2 separate regions of the Danio rerio genome follow, and region 2 is linked to region 1. A link is a contact called in public HiCAR-type data. All regions are on one chromosome and are shown on one strand. The core of a region is the stretch at or near the end of the contact, and the rest is flanking DNA. Distances in the headings are between cores, read along the strand shown. Region 1 holds the start of lenep (lens epithelial protein). Region 2 holds the start of shc1 (SHC (Src homology 2 domain containing) transforming protein 1).

What was found. HiCAR-type assays count read pairs that join an accessible place to other places.
Region 2: a HiCAR-type map of caudal fin shows a contact between it and region 1, with 4 times the contacts expected there. The contact joins the promoter of shc1 here to the promoter of lenep in region 1. A contact is called at or near these places in 3 of 18 Hi-C or Micro-C datasets (caudal fin, hematopoietic stem cells and an unstated tissue) and 3 of 4 datasets of contacts at active chromatin or transcription factors (caudal fin, embryo and gastrula embryo).

What each region holds. Positions count from the first base shown.
Region 1 is chr16:24,093,280-24,100,173 of GRCz12tu, reverse strand. It overlaps lenep (lens epithelial protein), which reads left to right and starts at 4,505. Exons shown (of 2, transcript NM_001302776.1): 1 at 4,505-5,010; 2 at 6,568-6,784. The coding sequence starts at 4,805. The coding sequence ends at 4,996. shc1 (SHC (Src homology 2 domain containing) transforming protein 1) reads left to right here. Exons shown (of 12, transcript XM_073925487.1): 12 at 1,419-3,941. The coding sequence ends at 1,547.
Region 2 is chr16:24,173,356-24,180,249 of GRCz12tu, reverse strand. It overlaps shc1 (SHC (Src homology 2 domain containing) transforming protein 1), which reads left to right and starts at 2,614. Exons shown (of 12, transcript XM_073925487.1): 1 at 2,614-2,851. It overlaps flad1 (flavin adenine dinucleotide synthetase 1), which reads right to left and starts at 83. Exons shown (of 8, transcript NM_001003997.1): 1 at 1-83.

The DNA of each region.
Region 1 (6,894 bases), core at 3,256-5,755:
CGGACGTGAAATTTACTTCACAAAAGATGCAAAATCATTCCAGCTTTGTTGACAGATTTTTTTGGGAGGGTAGCTTTGCTTTATGTGAAAAAAAAGGCTGAATGGTGCAGTTTCTGGGTCCATCAAATCTTTCAGAGTCACATCCAGTGTAGTGATTTTTACCAATTCCTTCAGGAGCTGCACCTGTATGATGACAGCTACTAGAGCAAGACTAGATGATTGGTTAATGCTGCTCGAATGTGCACCAAAGTTCAGATTTTTTAACCTGAGTGATTTGAGAAAATCACACATTAAGCACATCGACTTAAAGTGTTCGAATATTTTCTCAAATGGGTAGCGACTTGGACCCGGAAACAGTGTTCCATACGTCACCGATACATCACGAGTGGATAGCCCCTTTCACATATAGAGACCTTTCTGAAAAAGGGATCATGTGTGAACAGACCCTTTTTGAAAATACCGGTAAATTCATTCCGGCAATTTTCTGGAAAGAGAAGTTGTAACATCACTGGTAATTTGCCGGAATGCTCTGTTTGAACGCAGGGGGAAAATTACAGAAAAGAGCCCGTTTGCGTTCAAAACGTGCTGACGTGAGACGTCTACTCCAGCCAATCTGGACATTCAGATGCATTCAAATCCATGCTGCTTATGAAAATAAAAGCCTTTGAACATTTTTCCAGGCACGTTTAGCTGCTAGATGTAAGTCAGATAACATTTCTATGTTCCTTCTTAATGCCAACTGTGTAAAAAATTTGCGATAAAATGCTTATGAAAAAACGCAGTTTGTTTACCTTCAAGCTCTGCTTCAGTTGCTTGATGTGTGCTCCGCTGAGCGCCAGCACACACACATATGTACATCTCGACATGCGAAAGTGTTCCTTCATATGTTTGCATCGAAATTGTTCACAATACTTAGCCATCCACAGAATTTGTAATGTTGTCAAATGTGTAAATATTTAGCTGCCATTCACGCTTCCTTCTTTGGATGTCTCTGGGACAAAGCAGCAGCATGAATGCTAAAGCTTGGATGCTACATGCTAAATACAAGTGAAACCATCAACAAAAGCCTGACCCCGTATATGTTTACAAATTCAAGTGCAAATGTTTAGAGGTAATTTCTAGTTAAGGATGTCAGAATTTACCAGCATTTTGAAATGGATGTGTGAATGGTCTTTTTTTTCTTTTTTCAATTTACCATTAAAGTCATTGCATAAGTTTTCTGGATATTTACCAGTATGACTGTGTAAAAGGGACTATTATGTACATATACTATATATATTTTTAATAGATTGACGATCAGTCATTAATAAATAGCATCCTAAATAGGTAAAGTTTGCCAGAGTTATGCATTTCCAATTGAATTTTTATCCGTATAGCGCGTTAATATGCCTTGTATTCTTTCCTTTGCCATTTCATAGGTGCGCACCAAAGACCACCGCTTTGAGAGCGTCAGTCACTTGATCAGCTACCACATGGACAACCGGCTGCCAATCATCTCTGCAGGAAGTGAGGTGTGTCTGCAGCAACCGGTCGATCGCAAAGCTTGAGAAACGCTTTAGAGAGAAATAGAAACTCTCCTTCATACCTTTTTTATTTTTGCCTGACTCTATCAGAGAAACAGTTTTTGTTCCAACTGGGAGTGTAAGCTAATCCCATCGTCCCAGAAACACTTGAGTTTTCTGCTGCATCAACCACCGGCCGTGAAATTACAAAGCGATGTAATCATTCTATTCAAAGTCTAAAGCAAACGTCGCTTGAGGAAAGCGATTGCAAAAAGCCAAACGAATAGGCTTCAAGAAGAGGAGCAGATGCGTAATGGATGTGACATCACTTCCTTCCCAGTAACCATGGCAACCAGCCAGGGCATTCTTGTCAAGAGCTGATGTGAATGTAGTAAAATTGCAGACCCTTTGTAGCACTGGAAAGATTCACATGCAGTGCGGTGGGCCAAATCCAAAGACACGTTAGCGATTAGTTTTTAAATCCTGTCGTCGCTGTGGTTTCAAGACTGTTGATGAATATGCAAAACTTTAAAGACAACACAGCTCATTCTCCATCAACTGAACCACATCTGTTGTCATTTCCATTGGAAGATCCCTTTTCCCAGTGTTCCTATTGAAGAATAACACTCAGAATGCCACTCATTCTCACTCACACCACATGCCGAACACGATCCCGTGGAGAAATTGGGAATTTTGGCCATTCGGGAAGACCCCTGATCATATGTGAAAGCTTTAGCAGCTCGGATGCTGTCTGGATTTTTTGTTGCCTTATGCAATTGAGCAGATGCTGTGAGGGACATATGCTGCCCGTATTAGGTGTGATAAACTGGTCTGTGGGAAAGGGGAACATGTTCGCTTTCCACACAACATCAATCTGGGACAAAAGGGATGAGAGAAAATAATATCTAAATGAAGTGCAATCTGCATAGATGGGCTGGTAAGCTTGAATGGGACTGTGGTTTGAGATCAAAGCCTTCTTATGATGTCATTTTAGTCAAGAATTTATATATTTGTTGCAATGATGTCATCTCGTTCTGACATCAGGATGGTTTTATTCTGCGAACAGGCTCTGTTTGTCTTCGTTTCCTCCTTTTGGTGTTTCTTCTGTTCGCATTGACAATCGATCTTCATGTGTGTGTATGCATATATGCATTCGGAGTCTCAAGTTACGAAACATGCATTATTTTGTCGAAAATTTACTTGAATGCATTTAATTGACGTGTATTACAAGCAGACACACCGTCCAGGCCGAGGTTAACACTCCAAATAAGTTCCGAACATGTCTTTGCAGCCACAGACTGGAAAGCAACTCTCTTTATCTTCATTTGCTCTGATATTGATTGTGCCTTTTTCACCAAACACAGACAAACCAATCAAACACAGCCGCCTTTTGTGATTCGTTGGGTAATCGTGACCCTTTCTTTTCTGAAAAAAAAAATCAACTGCAAAAATGACACATTGCTTTATTGAGACTTACTACAGGTTTTCGGAAAGCATGCTTAATTTCTTCTGCAGGCTAATTGTGCTATGCTGTGCTTCGATCTCTTGGTCAGTATCATGTTATGTTGCTTAAGCTTACGTTGGTGAATAAACATCTTATTTCATCTCTCATTTGGAGACTGACATGGCCTGTAAGAGAAGGTGTAAATAATACTACGCGATTAATGTCATTCACTGTGTTGAATCAGTCTGTAAAACTCACAGGATTGTACTGGGTGAAAAAAACAAAGGTGTAAGATTTGACAATGCAGTCACATCGTGTTTATAACACAAATCTATGTAAATGATAAGAATTTGCTTCGTCAGATGTACAAAGACCTTTATCTGGATGCTTTATCAATCTGAAATGGGCAATTGTTCTGTTCTTAGTTGTTTTTCATGGATGTAATTTGTGAATTTTGAGTCATTGGTCAGCATTCATTCAGCATGACAATTTCAGGCAGATTCCAGCTGCGGCTGTGTGTGACAGGTTTCAGCCTGGTGTAATTCAAAGATACGCATTGAATGGGTTTTTTAAGCATTTGACGTCACACTTTTTATGTGCTGATGGCACCACAGATCTGTTCACTAACTGCTAATGGAGTTTAAACAGTGTATGTGTGTGTTGGCTGGAATGGTCTGGAATAATCTGGCTTTTACATTTGACTCGCCACTGAACTGTTTGCTCATTTTCATATTTCACAGCGGCCTTTTGTTGCATGGAAACACTTCCTGTTATTGTGGTCATGACGGTGACTTTTGTGTTGTGGTTAGCTGTTTGCTATTTTCTAAGCCAAATGCGTTTATTTCTTGTTTGCCTATATAAATGTTGCTTCTTTTTTAAATACATGTTTTTGGGTATTTCAGTAATTCTTTTTATGTTGATGTTATTTGGAAAAACATAAACGTTTACACCTGTATCAAATGATAGATTACATATATAAATACATATATCATTCACCTTTTTGTTGTGTTTCATTTAAACTCTACCCTAATTTTAAAAAAGACTTTTAAAATGATAAAACATTTTGTTTGAGCTATCTGATTTGATCAGGCCTAACAATCTTCAGTTAATTTAACATAAATCTGTTGTCGAAGGGGTTCTGTGGCCCTCAGATTCTTATTGTGCTGTTGTTTTCTTTAAAATTAATTAATTCAAATATTTATTTTTTGTTTAGCTTTTTTTAAAGGAATGATGTTTGAGTTTTTGTTTATATTTGACAACATTTTTAAAAACTATATTACAAAATAATAATAATAATAATAATAATAATACATAACACTATAGCGTGGACTAGCATAAATAATTAGATTTTTACTAACGTTGCTAAAGATAAATAAAATCTTTAAATAGCTATGTTGTTGTAGTTCGTGGTCAAAAGTAGAGTACATTACTACAAATTCCATAAATTGATCGTTGTAACCAAACTGTTAGGGCTAAGATGACACTAGAACAGTCTGTTTATGTGCTCGCTGTTTGGGCAATATGTTGACAGTTATTCAGGACCTTCCATTGAACAGTAGAGGAATTAGAGATGAACAAAAGCTAGATGAGAGATGCTGTGAAGCCATTGTTGTGCAATAGCAGGTCGACAGTCAGCCAGCGTTTTCCAGAGCTGAATAAAACCCATTTCACGGGGGCACCGAGTCCACGAATCCGCAGAGCTTCAGGACTTTCGTGTGAAGAGCAGCTCCAGCTGAAGCAAACCGTGGAGACGCAGAACGCGCAGACGCGGCACAGTAGCTCCGGGCCCGCGCTCCTCCATCTCCTCCCGCCGAACATCGCTCGCGCTCTCCGGTCGACGCTGCAGCGGTGGAGGGAGATGCAGCCTCAGCGGCCGCTGCCCCAGGCTATGCCCTCCTCACCGGGCCGAAACCTCGGAGACGCGGCCCTCGGGACGGGCACTGGGAAGAGACTGCTGGGGGGAAATATGGCTTATGGGGTCATCCAATCGCTGAAAGAGTGCCTGTACTTCCTGCTCTGCTGCTGGTGTATTAAAGAGATCTTGGACTGATGGAGAACTCACAGGTGCTGTATGGAGGGCACAATAATTGTTTATACATAATGAATATATATATATATATATATATATATATATATATATATATATATATATATATATATATATATATATATATATATATATATATATATATATATATATATATATATATGTTAAATATTTTGAATGAACTTTTTCGCTTTTTCAGTTTCAATTAAAACTTGGATGTGATTAAAAACTATTTTAAAAAAAATGGAAAGGGGAGAGGGTGCTTATAATATGGGGTTAATAATTTGTATAGCCTATATTCGACCTTAAAATAGCTTTATTTTTATGTAGATTTGAAGTTTTATTATTAATATTTAAATGTGTTAATCATCTAGAATATAATTACATGTAATAATAATAACATTCACATACAGCTTTATTTTGATTGCCAAAATGAAACATTTATATGCTATTTTTAATCGTGTAAATTTGATCAATAACATTAGTAACAATACAATTTAGTTATGTTGGCATAGTCATTTAAATATGTCAGGTTCCAAGATAGTAATGTTGAACAAAGCTTAAATGCATTTGGTTAAAAGAGGAGGCATCTCATTTTGTCTGCCTCAAATGCATTATTTCAAAATCAAAGTATTGGTTTATTTTATTTTTTTTAAATAACTTGTAAAAAAGAAAAGTAAAACTTTTGTAAAAATGAAAGAACAAACTGATTAAAATGTAAAATAATCAAAAATTAATCGTGTATATATATATTTTTAAATGACTGAAACCAGGTAAAATACAGGGGTTAGAATGATGGTAAATTCATCACAATTAAATTTAGTATTTTTATGTTAAATGATTCTTGTTCTGAATACACCTGACAAGATTTTTTTGTGTATATTCAGAACAATATTAATACAGCATATCTACAAATCATGATATAATTATTATCATTAAAAATGTATTGGAGGAAAATGAAAGCTGTTTAATTTTACATTTTTCATGAGTCCAACATCCAGCTGTGCAAGAAAATATACAATCATATGTAAGACATCTATCACTACTGCATTGTTGAGAAAACATTTACAAGAAACTTTTATTTGAAATCTTAGACCTTGAAACAAAAAAAGACCAATTAAAGGTATGAAGCACCAAAAGCGTACCATATTAAAATTGATTTAAAAGCTATTTTGGCTAAAATCATAAAGTGTGGTGATGACCATCTGACAAGCTAATTTAGAATAGTGCTTAAACTGGCACTAAACTGCAGTAATTGATTATAATTTGCATCTAAATGCAAAAAGGTTCACTTTTTTGAGAAAAAAGGTCCACAACTTTCACCAGGCTGGCCACAGGCCTGTAAAACCTGCTTTCATTTTTAACCCATTCTCTAAAACTGATCAAGGGCTCACTACTATTACAGCTGACTTTGCTGATGTGTTTGGAGCCTACCGTTATTATTTTTACGTGCCTTTCTATAGGCAACCCCAAATTATATTATTCAAAATGCTGAATAAATCTCTTAATACAAATCAGATCATGTTTAAAGTAGCAGTGCAGCGATATTCATTGTGTTCTCTTATATTTTTCAGAGCCGTTGAGCCAGTGGATGATTCATCACAAAGATGTGTTGATGCTTCGGCCTGAATCCAGATCTTTTCACGCATGCATAAACACACATGCTTCATTAGCCTTCTGTTACTAATGCACTTTAAAGCAGCACATTCACATAGACAACATCTCTTTCAACATGGTGTAGAAATTGAAAACTGTGCAATTAATAATAAAATCAAACTGTTTGTGAAACAACTGCTCATTTAACTTATTACCAGGCACCATTGCCACAAGGTTGACCTTTTATCCAAAGGTTAAGGTTATCATATTTATACAGTTGAAGTCAGAATTATTAGCCCCCCTTT
Region 2 (6,894 bases), core at 1,365-3,864, 82 kb before region 1:
TGTAAATGTGTATTATCGTGCGAGAACTCGCATAACAGCCTGCTCGGTCAGTAAGAAACTTGGTTGTACAACCGTCACGTGACGTGTCTTGGCCAATTGAAATGAGGCGATGATTTACTTCCTAAACAAACTGACCAATCACCTTAAAGAAGGCGGATACTTCCTTGGGAAGTGAAAGCGGCGACGTTCATGTAATATACTTGTTTTTACTTCCATGTAATATGCAATTTCTTATTGGTTTCAAAAACAGTCAACAATAGATTACAGAAACTCAGAACATTAGTAAAAGACGGATGTTGTTACAACCTGCATTATACATTTTAAAGAAGAGAGAAAGAAGTAAAAAAAAAAACATACAAGTGAAATAAAGTAAATAAAGGATGTAATGTGCAAATACAGAAGGGTAAAGTTGTTGTGTGAAAATATGTTCACCTGCAGTCTGTCCCATGACCAAATAAATGCATCCATGTTTTTGAATTATGTAATTTGAATAGTGTTTTACATTATTTGTGATTGTTAGAGGTTTTCGTTGTAGTGGACAGAAAATGTAAACTTGACAGAATAACTTCCACTTTAAATAGTAACAGTAATTACTAATAAAAATATTATTATTTTATTATTAATAATAATATAAATAACAACAACAATAGTATTCCAAACCTTTTTATTATAGCAGCTTGCATTGTTTTTTTTCTGAATTAGTGGGTCAAAACCTTGAGAAAAAAAATGAAATACAATACTAGAAACGTAGTTAAATTAGTATATATTTAATAAAGTGGCATTTGTAAGTTTAAACATTACATTTTAAGATACACACATCATGTGGAACATAATCAACTGGGTATTTATGGTGAAAACTAGTAATGTTTTCAACTGCAGTGTGTTAACTTTATTTCCACACATAAACGTTACCTCATTACATTTCGGTACAGCGGTTGATTTCAGTCGTCGTTTACTTCCTCTGTTCAGACTGAAATCGTCCTGTGCGAAATGTTCACTGCACACCCTCAGTCCACGGATGTTCCGAATTGAGGACTTTGTGTCTCGACGAACAGCGTTCAGCCACAGATTCAACCTTTTAAAGTCTTGAAGGGGCAACGAGTGAAAAGTCAAACTTTCCTCGTGCGATGACGCCGACTGACGGAGTCTGAGGGGTTTCTCACGGTTAAAGCATCCTGGAAAAGCACACACGCGGACCATTTTGAAAACCCCACCGTTATAACCAACCAATAAAGTTTTGCGGGCACTTTCTCTGTTGCTCTGTTGTTGTAGTGCTGTTTAGTTTGTAGTCCTGAAACCCGGAAAAGATGTTTCAGTTCCAAACCTTCATATGTTTCCCTCTAGCGGAGGGGGGGTTGTGATTCATAATAGTGAATCGGTTGATTCACTCACGGATTCGTTCAGTGTTGTCTTCAGCAGTAGGTGGCGACATGAGAGTGACTTATCTGACTTTATGAATTGATTTTAATTAAGAATTTATTTAACACAGAAAACATCGTATTGTTATTAATAAATCAGTGTGACTACAATAAAACAATTTAAACCAAGCAAATCTACAAAAATATTTTTATTTTTGCCAAATGGGTGTGACTTTGTATCAATCAAAAATAAAATAAAGCTACATTTTAGCATTGTTTAATTCAGTAATGTATGTTACACAGTCAAAACACAACAATAACAACAATGTGCAAGCTCTTGTCAAGCTCGAAATGTGCTGATTCTTTCAGCAGGTGCAAACAATGAAATGCGCATTCACATCTCTCACTGAAATGCTGTTTGCTGGAGCTTTGTGATATAATATGTCCTTTAGTACATGACACTGGACATCTAAAATGTGGGTGACTAAGAGATTTTTATCTGAAGCTGGACCGTGATGATTCATAGAAAGTGAGTCAACATCTACTGACACTTTTAATAAAAAGTTTTGCTAGAGGCAAAACTAAATTAGTGGCTTCTGGCAATATCATTTAGATATGCAGTGTGAATGTAGAAAGGTTAAAGTTAATAAGCAAACAATCACCAAACCAAAAATAAATCATGTTAATTTAAATGATTTTTTTAACATCATCATCATCACCATACTTATGTATAAAATATGAAGAAATAACAAAAAATTCTAATAAATTTTTTAAAATGAATTCAGTTAAGTTATTAATAACATATTAATAAAATAAAAATAATACAAAATAAATTACATAATGTACCCGATATTGTTTTTACTGCAAAAAAAATATTCTTATTGAAAACAAAAACAAAAATTAAGCGTTTGACATGAGACCTAATTCTTATTTAAAATAAAAACAGTGCCAATAAACGCACTTTGTTGATATATTTATATGATATGAACAGCATGCCATACAGTAGGACAAAAGCAGTCTAAGCTTATTGTGATATGACATTATATGTACTTTCCTAGTCAATAAAGCCCTCGATCGCCCGGGAAAGTCCATGGATGAGTTCACATTCCTGTTTAGGGAAAGATTGTCGTTGTTTAACGATGAATCGTCTACGCTACAAAGCGGGTCAAGGGCGCGCGCTCAGAGCACCAGGTGCGGGCGCTCTCGTGGACGCCAAACCACATGATACAAGCAGCAGCCATTCGATCGCGGAAGTGCGACTTTTTTGGACCGTGGAAAAGGGGGGCAGGCCGGGGGAGGAAAGGAAGGCAGAACCGAAGAGAAAAGTTTCATGACATTTACTTAGACTCGACCTGCAAACGAGCCTGGCGAGACCAGCGCTTATCTCGTGTCTGGACCAACTTTGTTCTTCAGATGTGATATTTGTAGGAGTTGATCTGAAAAGCGCTTTGGAGAGCAGGACCGGAATCGAGCGGCCGAGAGGAAGCGAGCGGGTAAGTTCAGGCAAAAGTTGACCACAGTCGTGACTGTATAATCCGGGAGAGAAATGCACACTGATCGTACTGGAAACGTGCTCGACTGCGTGTGTGTGTCACTAAGAACGCGAGCTTTCGCTGGTTTCAGCCTCTCAGGCTTTGAGTCGGACTTGAAACTTTTATTGTGTTTCACTTCATTTTATAAACGCCGCCCGTTCGCTGGCCTCTTCTGACAGTCTTTTTTATTGAAAGGATTTGGTCTCTTTATTATCCATGGTACCCACTGTAAGACCACAGACTTCAAAAATCATTATTTGTTGATTTGAAAAAGTTTTGTCGAACAAAATGAAAACAAGTCCTTAGAGGACTCGAACTCGATATTAGAGTTTTGATGAGTTTTCTGAGTGCTCTGCTTTAGTGTGCAGAGTTCTGTGGTTTTAATACGCCTTTATAACACAAAACCAACTTGGGCTATTACAATGAAAGCTAAACATCTAATAAGTACTTTTTATATACACACTATTATATATTCACCATATTCAACTCTATTCTTATATATAATCTATTTATATAAATGTATATAAAATGTATGTATAAAATATTATTAAAATAGCTACAAAACAACAACAATATGAGGGGTTAAGTACTTAATCTTTGTTTTTATGTGTCTTACCATCCTAAGTGGCAATTACCATGGAAGCTAATTGTATTATTTGTAATCCAGTTATGAATGTTGAGAATTATAATGATATTTATTATATTAATATATTAAAGTGAATAATTACTTAATCTTTGTTCTAATGTGTAATATGTTAAAGAAAGTTGTATGATTATTCTGGTTTGTAATTACAAAAAGAAATCAAATATTATTATATTTTTTAATACTGCTATTTGACTAATCAGTGGTCTCCTGCAATGAAAACGTAGGATGTATTATAATTTTTAATAATGATGAATTAATAATATTACAACAACAGTGATAATACTATAATAATAATGTCATTTATTTAACCAACCACTGTGTTAATACACTTGTTTCATTGGTGCAGTGGCTCAGAATTTGTTTGTAGGCCAAATATTAAACATAAAAATTTTGTCTTTCATTTAAAACATAAATGGCGTAACATTGTTAAATGAAGTTGATTCCAAAATAAACCATTAACTAATGTATTATAAACATGTTAGTAATGATGAATTATTAAAATCACAACAATGATAGTATACTTACCATTCAAAATAATAATATATTTATGTAATCAACCACTGTGTTCATATGTTGTTTTATTGTTCCATTGCCTCAGAAAATGTCTGTAGGCCAGATATAAAACTATATTTAAATTTTTTTTCATTCACTGTCATTTTAAAACACATAAATAGCTTAATATTGTTAATTGAACGTGATTCCAAAATAAACCAATAAATAATGTATTATAAATATGTTAGTAATGATGAATTATTAAAATCACAACAACAACAATGATAGTATTTGCAAGTCGTGATATCAATATTGCTATTTATGTAACTAACAAGAGTTCATTGAACACGAGTATTAAAAGAATATATTATAAAGAATGTTTTATAAATATTTCAATAATGATGAATTATTAATATAGCATCACTACAATAATAATAGTATTTGTCAGTCATAATAATAATATTGCTATTTATAAAACCAACCATTGTTTTAATACTATTGTTTCATTGTTGCATTGTTTTAATTCCAAAATAACCCAATAATTAATGTATTATAAATATGTTTGTAATGATTAATTATTAATATAACTGCAACAACAATAATAGCATACTTACCATTCATTATAATAATACTGCTGTTTATGTAACCAACCACTGTGTTAATATCCTTGTTTTATTTTTCCAGTGGCTCAGAATATGTCTGTAGGCCAAATATTAAATTTTAAAAAACTTTTTATTCATTTAAAAACACACAATAAACCATTAAAGCATATATTATAAATACTTTAGTTATGATGAATTATTAATATTACGACAACAACAACAATAATAATAGTATTTATCAATCATAATAATAATAATATTGCTATTTATGTAAACAACCACCATTTTAATACCCTTGTTTTTTGTTGCAGTGGCTCAGAATATGTCTGTAGGCCAAATATTAAACGTACAAAACTTGTCTTTCATTAAAACCAAATAAATGGCTTAATATTAGATTAAATAAAGGTGATTCCAAAATTAACCATTAAATAAATATAAATATCTTGATGTCTGTCAGATGTCAGTCTACCTCTGTTATGTTGTGTTTGTACAGTAAACCTAATGTAAATAATCTGTTGTTGTGAAAAGCAGTTGTCCTCAACATTAGAGCCATTTATCATGGACTGATCTCGCCAGCTGCGAATCCTACACCAGCATGAGCTCTTATCAGCCTCGCGAGCAGCTGTCGCATACAGTTGGAGCAACTCAAATAATGATTCACTCCAACACGGGGGACGCTCCTATATTCCTATCAGATACAGACGTATGACTGTGTGTTTTGACCAAAACCTGTAAATGTGACCGTCTTGATTGTGTATAGTCAATAATGGAACAATGCCTGTGATGTCAATCTAAGGAAACTGAGTCAGTAGTTATGCTGCTGATGGAATTGTATTTGAGGTTAAATTTGACTTGAATGTAGCCAGGCCAACTAGTCGCTTTTCAGCATATTTTGTATCATGTCCTTTGCCCAAATAAATAGCTGAGATATTGAGCTATTGTATATATAATGAGAACAAAAAATAGTTATAATGAGAACTAATTCAGCATCTACACCAACACGTGATTTTTTTTTGGGTTTATTTTAAGTGTGTGCTGCAGTTTTTTCATCTGTCAACTTAAATGTTTACTCTTCGTAAAGGTTGATTCTGATTGGCTGTCAGTGGAAAATGTGATTTACAGTATATTGCTTTTCTGTGTAACTAGAGTTGTAGTGAGGGTTATAATATTGTGTAATTTAGTTTTTCTCTGATTTATAAATTGCTTAAAACAATTTCACTAGATGCATTTAATAGCTCAATTTGTACAGAATTAATTATTACTTTGACTATGTTGGCAAGTGCATCGTCATAAAGTGTAATAAGCAAATTACAAGTATAGACAAATACAGTAGATCAAATATGTAACTGAAGTAAACAATGTTTTTCTGCGTATACACATGTTAGGTACTCTAACCTGAATGCTTTAAACACACAGTTTCAATCAGGCATTAAAAGCACAGATAAATGCTACACTTTGACTCTGTTTTGGTTAAACTTTACTATTAATCCAGAAACACATGCATTTTTAATTATGGTGTTTGGTTTACTAAATCCCTATTTGACATACTATATCTATAATGTGATCACTAAGTATTAGTGGTGTAATGGATCACAATTCTCATGGTTCAGATTACATTAAAGTTTTTTAGCCGCAGATCGGACCAATTTTTGGATCAGCCATGAAGGGGAGGACACAAATGTTATTTGCTTTCCATTTATTACAAACAGTACTGGAAGAAACTTTTGGTTGTAACAAACAAACAAACTTAGAACCTGTAATTTTATTCAAAATATAAGGAAGAAATAATCAGCTGAATAAAAATAAATTGAAAAATATTCAGTCCTGTGAAAAATTCACTGTTAGTCCTACTGTTGCTGATAACGCTAAATGTAGAAATCTAACATTATAAATTGTACATCACATATTTATTTTTTGTCTCATTTTCAAAAAATGATTCAGTTATTTTGTCATAAAACTTCATGTTTCATTGCTAGTCGGATCTTTTTTAAAGAATTATTCAGTGGCATATTTTTGATGGCTTGTTGTCACCACCTATTGGTTAAATAATGTAATCGCTGCCTACAACCTTTATTTTTTTAGTGTCAAGGTAAATGCCAATGACAGTGATTTTAATCTTAAACATAACCATCAGTGGTTTTATCTAAACTTCAAACGGCCGATGGCCGACAAACTTCACGATGCTGAGCGGTCATTGCGATCCATCGCCCCGCCCCACATTTAAATTGATACATAACTTATTATTTGCATTTCATCTTAATAGC